Regions from separate parts of the Mus musculus genome. Here region 1 is linked to region 2. A link is a contact called in public promoter capture Hi-C data. All regions are on one chromosome and are shown on one strand. The core of a region is the stretch at or near the end of the contact, and the rest is flanking DNA. Distances in the headings are between cores, read along the strand shown.

Region 1 (3,008 bases), core at 314-2,813, 720 kb after region 2:
AGTCAGCAACGTTTAAAATTTAAGCAACTGAAGATTTTTTTGTGTGTGTGTAATCATTTTTTCTATCAGGCAATCATGTAATAAAGGTCATCTCTGATACTTAGTGAATTATCTCAGCACTTTCTCTTGAAGATCCTGAATAATAAGTCTTGGTTTTGGCCAGAGATTTATATTTTAAAGTAGCATACTTATGGATTTTACTGTTAATATTAATTTTAATATTACTCAGAAACATGAACTAAGATAATCTGGTTTCTCATCCATTCTTAAATAACTGAGTTACTGTTTATTCCAGATACCATAGGAGGTGCTAACAATACAGTGGTGAACCAATCAGTCCTTGTTTATAGCAGCTTAGAAATCTAACTAAGCTGTTAGATATTAAGACAAATAAGCACATAGATATTTGTTTAATAACAACTTTGAAGAGTTCTCAAAAGAGAAAAAGAAATCAAGAAGCATTAACATCTGTTAGTAAGGCACATTTTCTGCCCTGAGATATTATCAGAGATGCTCACAGAGCATGAAAATGTGGCTGCTGAAGTACCAGTCTTTGCAACTCTCTCTATATAGTGCATCTTACCTGCCAGGAGGAGAAGAAGGATGCTGGGCTGAGTAAGTTAGGATTTTCAGGGTGACGACCTCCCAAGTACTCATCTGTGCAAATGTCACAGTTTTCTGCATCTCTCCAATCCCAGTATGGAACAGTGAAGTTCTCATCCCCAGTTAGTTCTCGAATTTCTTGTTCCCACAATAACAAGAAAAGTCTGTGCCAAGGCAGAAACCCTGGTGCTTCATGGGCAAAATCAATGTCCCTCCATATTTCAGAGCCCCCAAGCAGTGTGTCCCTTGACACATAGTAATGCATCCATACAAAGAGGTCGTAGATGTTGATATCATTAAACATGGGTGTTGACCCATTGTTCATTTGGCCATAGGTGCCTGTGGGGATGACATAGACTGAGCTGATAGTATGTTTTGCTAAAGTGAGGTAAGAAAAGAACTTATTCTTTTCGGAGACACTCAAATCAAAAATGTTTCTTCTAATCAAGACTCGCTTCTCTGTACAATTTGGGCCCCCAAATCCAAACTTACAGTTTCCGCAGTTGAAACCCATGAAGTTGCCTGAGCACTGGCAGGTCCTATTATAAAACACAGAGGGCCAGGACTCACGGTCATCCACCCCTTTGAAGGGGAACTGAGGTCCAGATGGTGCACTGGACAGAAGGATATCCTGGCAGGAACCTCTGCCTGAAAGCTGGCCGCAGGGACTCCCATCACCCATCCATGGTGGGCAGCATTCTTTTGCCAACAAGTTCTTAGAGGAGGCACAGGCTCGAGGAAAATGGCCATCAGAGATCTGGAAACTCCACAGAAGGCAATACAAAACAGCCAAGAACATTTTCTCCTTTAGATCATACAAAATCTGCACCAATAGGTTAATGAGTGTCACAGACTTCTTTTCCAGCAACCCCTGGAGTGACTATCACATGTTTTGGCTAAGACCTATATAACCACTCCCCTTCTTACATCAAATACTCTCAGCCTGTTTTACACTAAGCTTTTATCTTCTGCAAAGCACATGACTAACTTTTTCTTGGAGTTTGTACATAGCCCATAGTGAGGTAACTAAATTGAAGGAAGATATATTATTCTAATTGATATGAAATTAATAATAATTGGAATTTGCAAATGAGAAGTAGTATCAAGAATACATCATCTCTTATGAATAAAGGTCATGAAACATCTAGATTCTGAATACAAGCCTGTTGTATTTAGAGATCATAAGTAGACAATAACATTTATAGAACTCATTTTGTCAAAAATTTTTCTTCAGAACTCAGAATATTGCTTATATCTGGCTAAGCTGAGCTTATTTATTTTATAAAAGTAATCAGTCTAAAATAGTTGCCTCTCATTTTTCCTTGATTATCTTGAATTGATTATTCCAAAGATATCTTACTTTGTTACTTTGTTATTTTGGTGAACTGCTTCAATGCATAAAGTTTCTAGTTAAGAAAACACCTCTCTCTCTCTCTCTCTCTCTCTCTCTCTCTCTCTCTCTCTCTCTCTCTCTCTCTCTCTCTTCCTCTCTCTCTCTCTCTCTCTCTCTCTCTCTCTCTCTCTCTCTCTCTCTCTCTCCTTCATTCTTACTCTATCTCTCTTTTATTATTTTGCTCATAAAATGTGGAAGTGAGTAATGGACTTACTGGATGGTTTGAATAGCACTGCTCCATGAAAGAAGGATAATGAGAATGGTCAAGAAACAAACGTCTCTTTGGAACTCCCTTCTCTATGCTGCTTCATACTAAAAGCTGAGTGGTTCTTTTAATTTATACTGTAGGAGAAAGGAAGTGAAGGTTTGAGGAAACCGTTTATCTGAACACTGGGGCTGCGGAAATCTAGGAAAATCATTGCTTTCCTGATAATGCTGGAATGTCAGCCTGCTCTGCTTCTTTTCTTCCCTAGGGTTTGTTTCAGTATTTAAAATGTGTTGACTGCTCCATAGGATTCTCTTGAGATTCAAGGCAGCCTTGGCAGGTAGAAAGAACAGTGTGTGGGTGCAGGAAAGAGAAGTTTCCATGGAGATTTTGTCTCTTGCTGGAATAAGGAAGCTCTCACATGATTTCCTTCAGGAGTCTTAGTCCTTTTTTGTTTTTCTTCTCTTAAAGCCCATAGTAGATTAACACAGGACCTCGTTCCCCTGGGGACTTTTTGTTATGTATTACTTGTAGCTACATGGGGCCTTTTGTAACTCTTTCCCACCTAGTTGCAGGTGGAATCCAGCTTCTCCTGTTAAACTTAATTAACAACTTTTTCTTTCCCTTGTTCTACTATCAGGCATCTTAGCAAAATTGCTCAGAAAATCCTCATCACTCTTTCTAAGGGCTTTCCCATGCTCATTTTCTAAGGGCTTTCCCATGCTCATTTTCAAAATCTGTAGAGCCTCATGAGAGGAATGACTGAAGTGTAGTTTGCTGTCTTTGTTTTCTTCATAGGACTGATTC
Region 2 (2,883 bases), core at 110-2,609:
TTGAATCCCATGCTAACCGTTCCAAAACTTGATTCTCATTTCAAGCTGATAACAGAAACTCAATTTAATTCAATCTCATTGGGGCTCACAGCAATCATAGGTAATTACTGATATCTTTGTGTTTAGTTTGATTGAAGTCTCTGGCCAAAGGCTACACAATTGGTTCAGAGCCTGTCTTTACCAATGACATAGAAGTAATTCAAAATGCAGAGCAAAGACGGATGACTTGATGACAAGTTAGACTGGCCTGTGTACTAAAGTCCAGTAGGAAACAGATCCCTCATCAAAGACCCAAGTAGTTTTCTAGTAAAGCTCCTCCTGCTAAATAGTGTCCTATTATCTGTACGTTTCTCATTCAAGTTTCATCATAAATATGGGGAAAATTAAGGTTGAAAGAGAATGGGTAAATTTTTTTCACAGTAAACGAGAATTAGTGATACAAACTCTGAATTTGTAAATCAGCTATGCTCTGCTACTGATTTCTGATGCAGATGGTTTCTTACAGAGTTGGGCTAAATCTGAACTAAGGTCAGGAGGCTCCTGTTAAGGATGTGTTCAGGCAGTGCTGACAGTAATTCACATTTCCCAGAATGTCTCTCTGCTTGTCCAAGGAAGAATGTGAACAGAAAGAGAATCCTTTCACAGAGATGTCCTGGATGCCATGGTATCCTTGAAATTGACACAGGTAGGAGACAGGTGAACCTTCCCCCACCACGTCTCCCCAGCCTCCCCACCCCACCCCCAAAGGCAAAAGCCACTAAAACCAAGCTTACTGGTAGATCTGGATCAGCAGCCACTGGGAATCAGCACTGAGAAGGGTAGTGTCCTGCAGGGTCCCAATGGGTCAGACCTAATTCTAGTTACTGTTTCTGGTTTTTGTTTATTTTGTTTTGTTTTGTTTGTAATCTGACTTTAATCTATGCAATTCTATATACAGATAATTTATTCCTAATTCAATCCTGCTCAGACCCCAGGAAACCTCTGCTTAACTCAGATACTAAAGGTTCCTTCCTCCATGCAAATCACTGCACCCCGGGGAAGACCCGAAACCTCTCCTGCGGGAAGAGCAGCTACAAGAGTGCAGAAGCGAAGGAACAGGGAGATTATGCACTTTGCCATGCAAATGCACCATACCAAAGAGGAAGCCAATGAGGAAGGTTCCGGTTAAAGCCAGCACCAGTGTCCCAACACGGAGCCAGCGCTGGCGGTGTCCCAGGACCTCCGCGGAGTCTCTGTCCTGCAGTGCGTTCCACATCTCTGGCAACTTTAGTTTTCCTCAGCAGTTCTCTTCTACATCCACTGCAGAGATTCTGCGGGTTAAAATTTCCTCCCACTGCTATTCCCCTGGGAAATAGAAGTCTCTCCTAAGACTTTCTCCGCCCCCAAATTCTGGCGTACTGTGAGCCAATTGTAGTTAGGCTAAGGGAAACTGCCTACTCTGGCTTCTTTGGAGTGAGGCTTCAGTTTCTCTTTGAGACTTTATTGACAGGGGCTAAATAGAGAGATAAACAAGAATATCAGAAAGCAATGATAACTTGCCAAATAGTACAGCCTGTACTCAGAAAAGTATTGCAGAGTCCTTATACTTGCTTAATGATCCGTATTAACTTCAATAAACTTTGAGGAATGTGAGAGACTTAGTCCTGAAGAGCCAATACTTACACACATGAGTGAGCACTCTCCTTTCCCTGATAGTTCTCTGTCTGTTAATCCTGTGCTTTAGTCTCTGTTGAAAAATCTTCCTGATGAATTCCAACTCTACTAATTTTTTTTTGACATCTGAAATTCATGCCTCTTCCCCAAGTTATTTGTACATTAGTAGATAAATTAAAATGTGACCTGAATACTGTGTTAGAATGGCGGGTCGCGTCTCAACAGCACACTAGGCCAAGGGAGCTCCACGTGGAAGAGGTTTTATTGGGGGAATTAGAGAGAAGGAGGCGGCAGAAAGAGAAGAGGGGAAAGAGAGATGGAGGGGTGTTCTCCTTATTTATAGGGAGAGGTAAAGGTGGGAGGTGAGCCAAGTGGATGTTGGGAATATGGTGCCTGTTGCCTTGGCAACCGGTCTGAAGGTCACAGGTCAAGCTGTCCCCTATGTGATGTCCTAGGTTTGGGAGATCCTGATGCCAACAAATACCATCTTTCTTTTCTTAGTTCGGGAGTAATAGATTCAGATAGAAATACTGAATAAAGAAAATATGTTAGTTTAACTGCACATCTTTTTGAGATTTTCTTTTGATTTTTTTGGATAAGAGACAGGTTCTAGAAATATCTGGCCCAGACTCTAAACACCAAGAACAAAAACAATAAAATTAATGAAGTGATTTACATCTGTAGCAGAAAGGAAAGACAGCTCAATGCAGCTATCAATAGCAGCCTGAGGAGTTCCTTAATAATTATGAAGCTAGATCCTGGTAAAACTGGCTTTCACACAGAAAAGACCGACAACATATGTTAATAAAAGGCAGGATTCAGATTTATTAAAGGAATTTTCTAATTTAGAGTTTTAAGCACCAGGTTTAAAAGAAGGGAAAATTTCTAAAACAAGGTAACATGTACCTCAGCATGGGTGTGGCTTCTTGAATCAAGTTATAACTTCTTATTTCAATGCAATGTATGCCATTTTAGGTGGATTTTGAAGCTATAATCTTTAGAGTTTTGCTAGAAACACTAAATTACATAATAGCATATTTCCTGCAGTTCACCTGAGAGGATTATGATTGATGATAAAGTTAAAGTATAGGTCAGCAGGATACAGGAAGTTAGAATATCTTTGTAAAAAATAAAAAATCAATTGGTTTGTTTCTGTGATTCCAGATAATAAGTGTGTAAGCCTTAGTCTGGGTCCTTGAAACTCAGTAACAAATAGCTGCAAACCTCTAA

Evidence for each region. Promoter capture Hi-C pulls out the DNA fragments that hold promoters and counts their contacts.
Region 1: a promoter capture Hi-C map of liver shows a contact between it and region 2, with 2.6 times the contacts expected there. The contact joins the promoter of Tyr here to the promoter of Folh1 in region 2. A contact is called at or near these places in 3 of 39 promoter capture datasets (the 3T3-L1 cell line, hippocampal neurons and liver).

Annotation. Positions count from the first base shown.
Region 1 is chr7:87,491,949-87,494,956 of GRCm38.p6, forward strand. Tyr (tyrosinase) reads right to left here and starts at 1,564. Exons shown (of 5, transcript NM_011661.5): 1 at 584-1,564. The coding sequence starts at 1,402.
Region 2 is chr7:86,774,505-86,777,387 of GRCm38.p6, forward strand. It overlaps Folh1 (folate hydrolase 1), which reads right to left and starts at 1,360. Exons shown (of 19, transcript NM_016770.3): 1 at 1,135-1,360. The coding sequence starts at 1,255.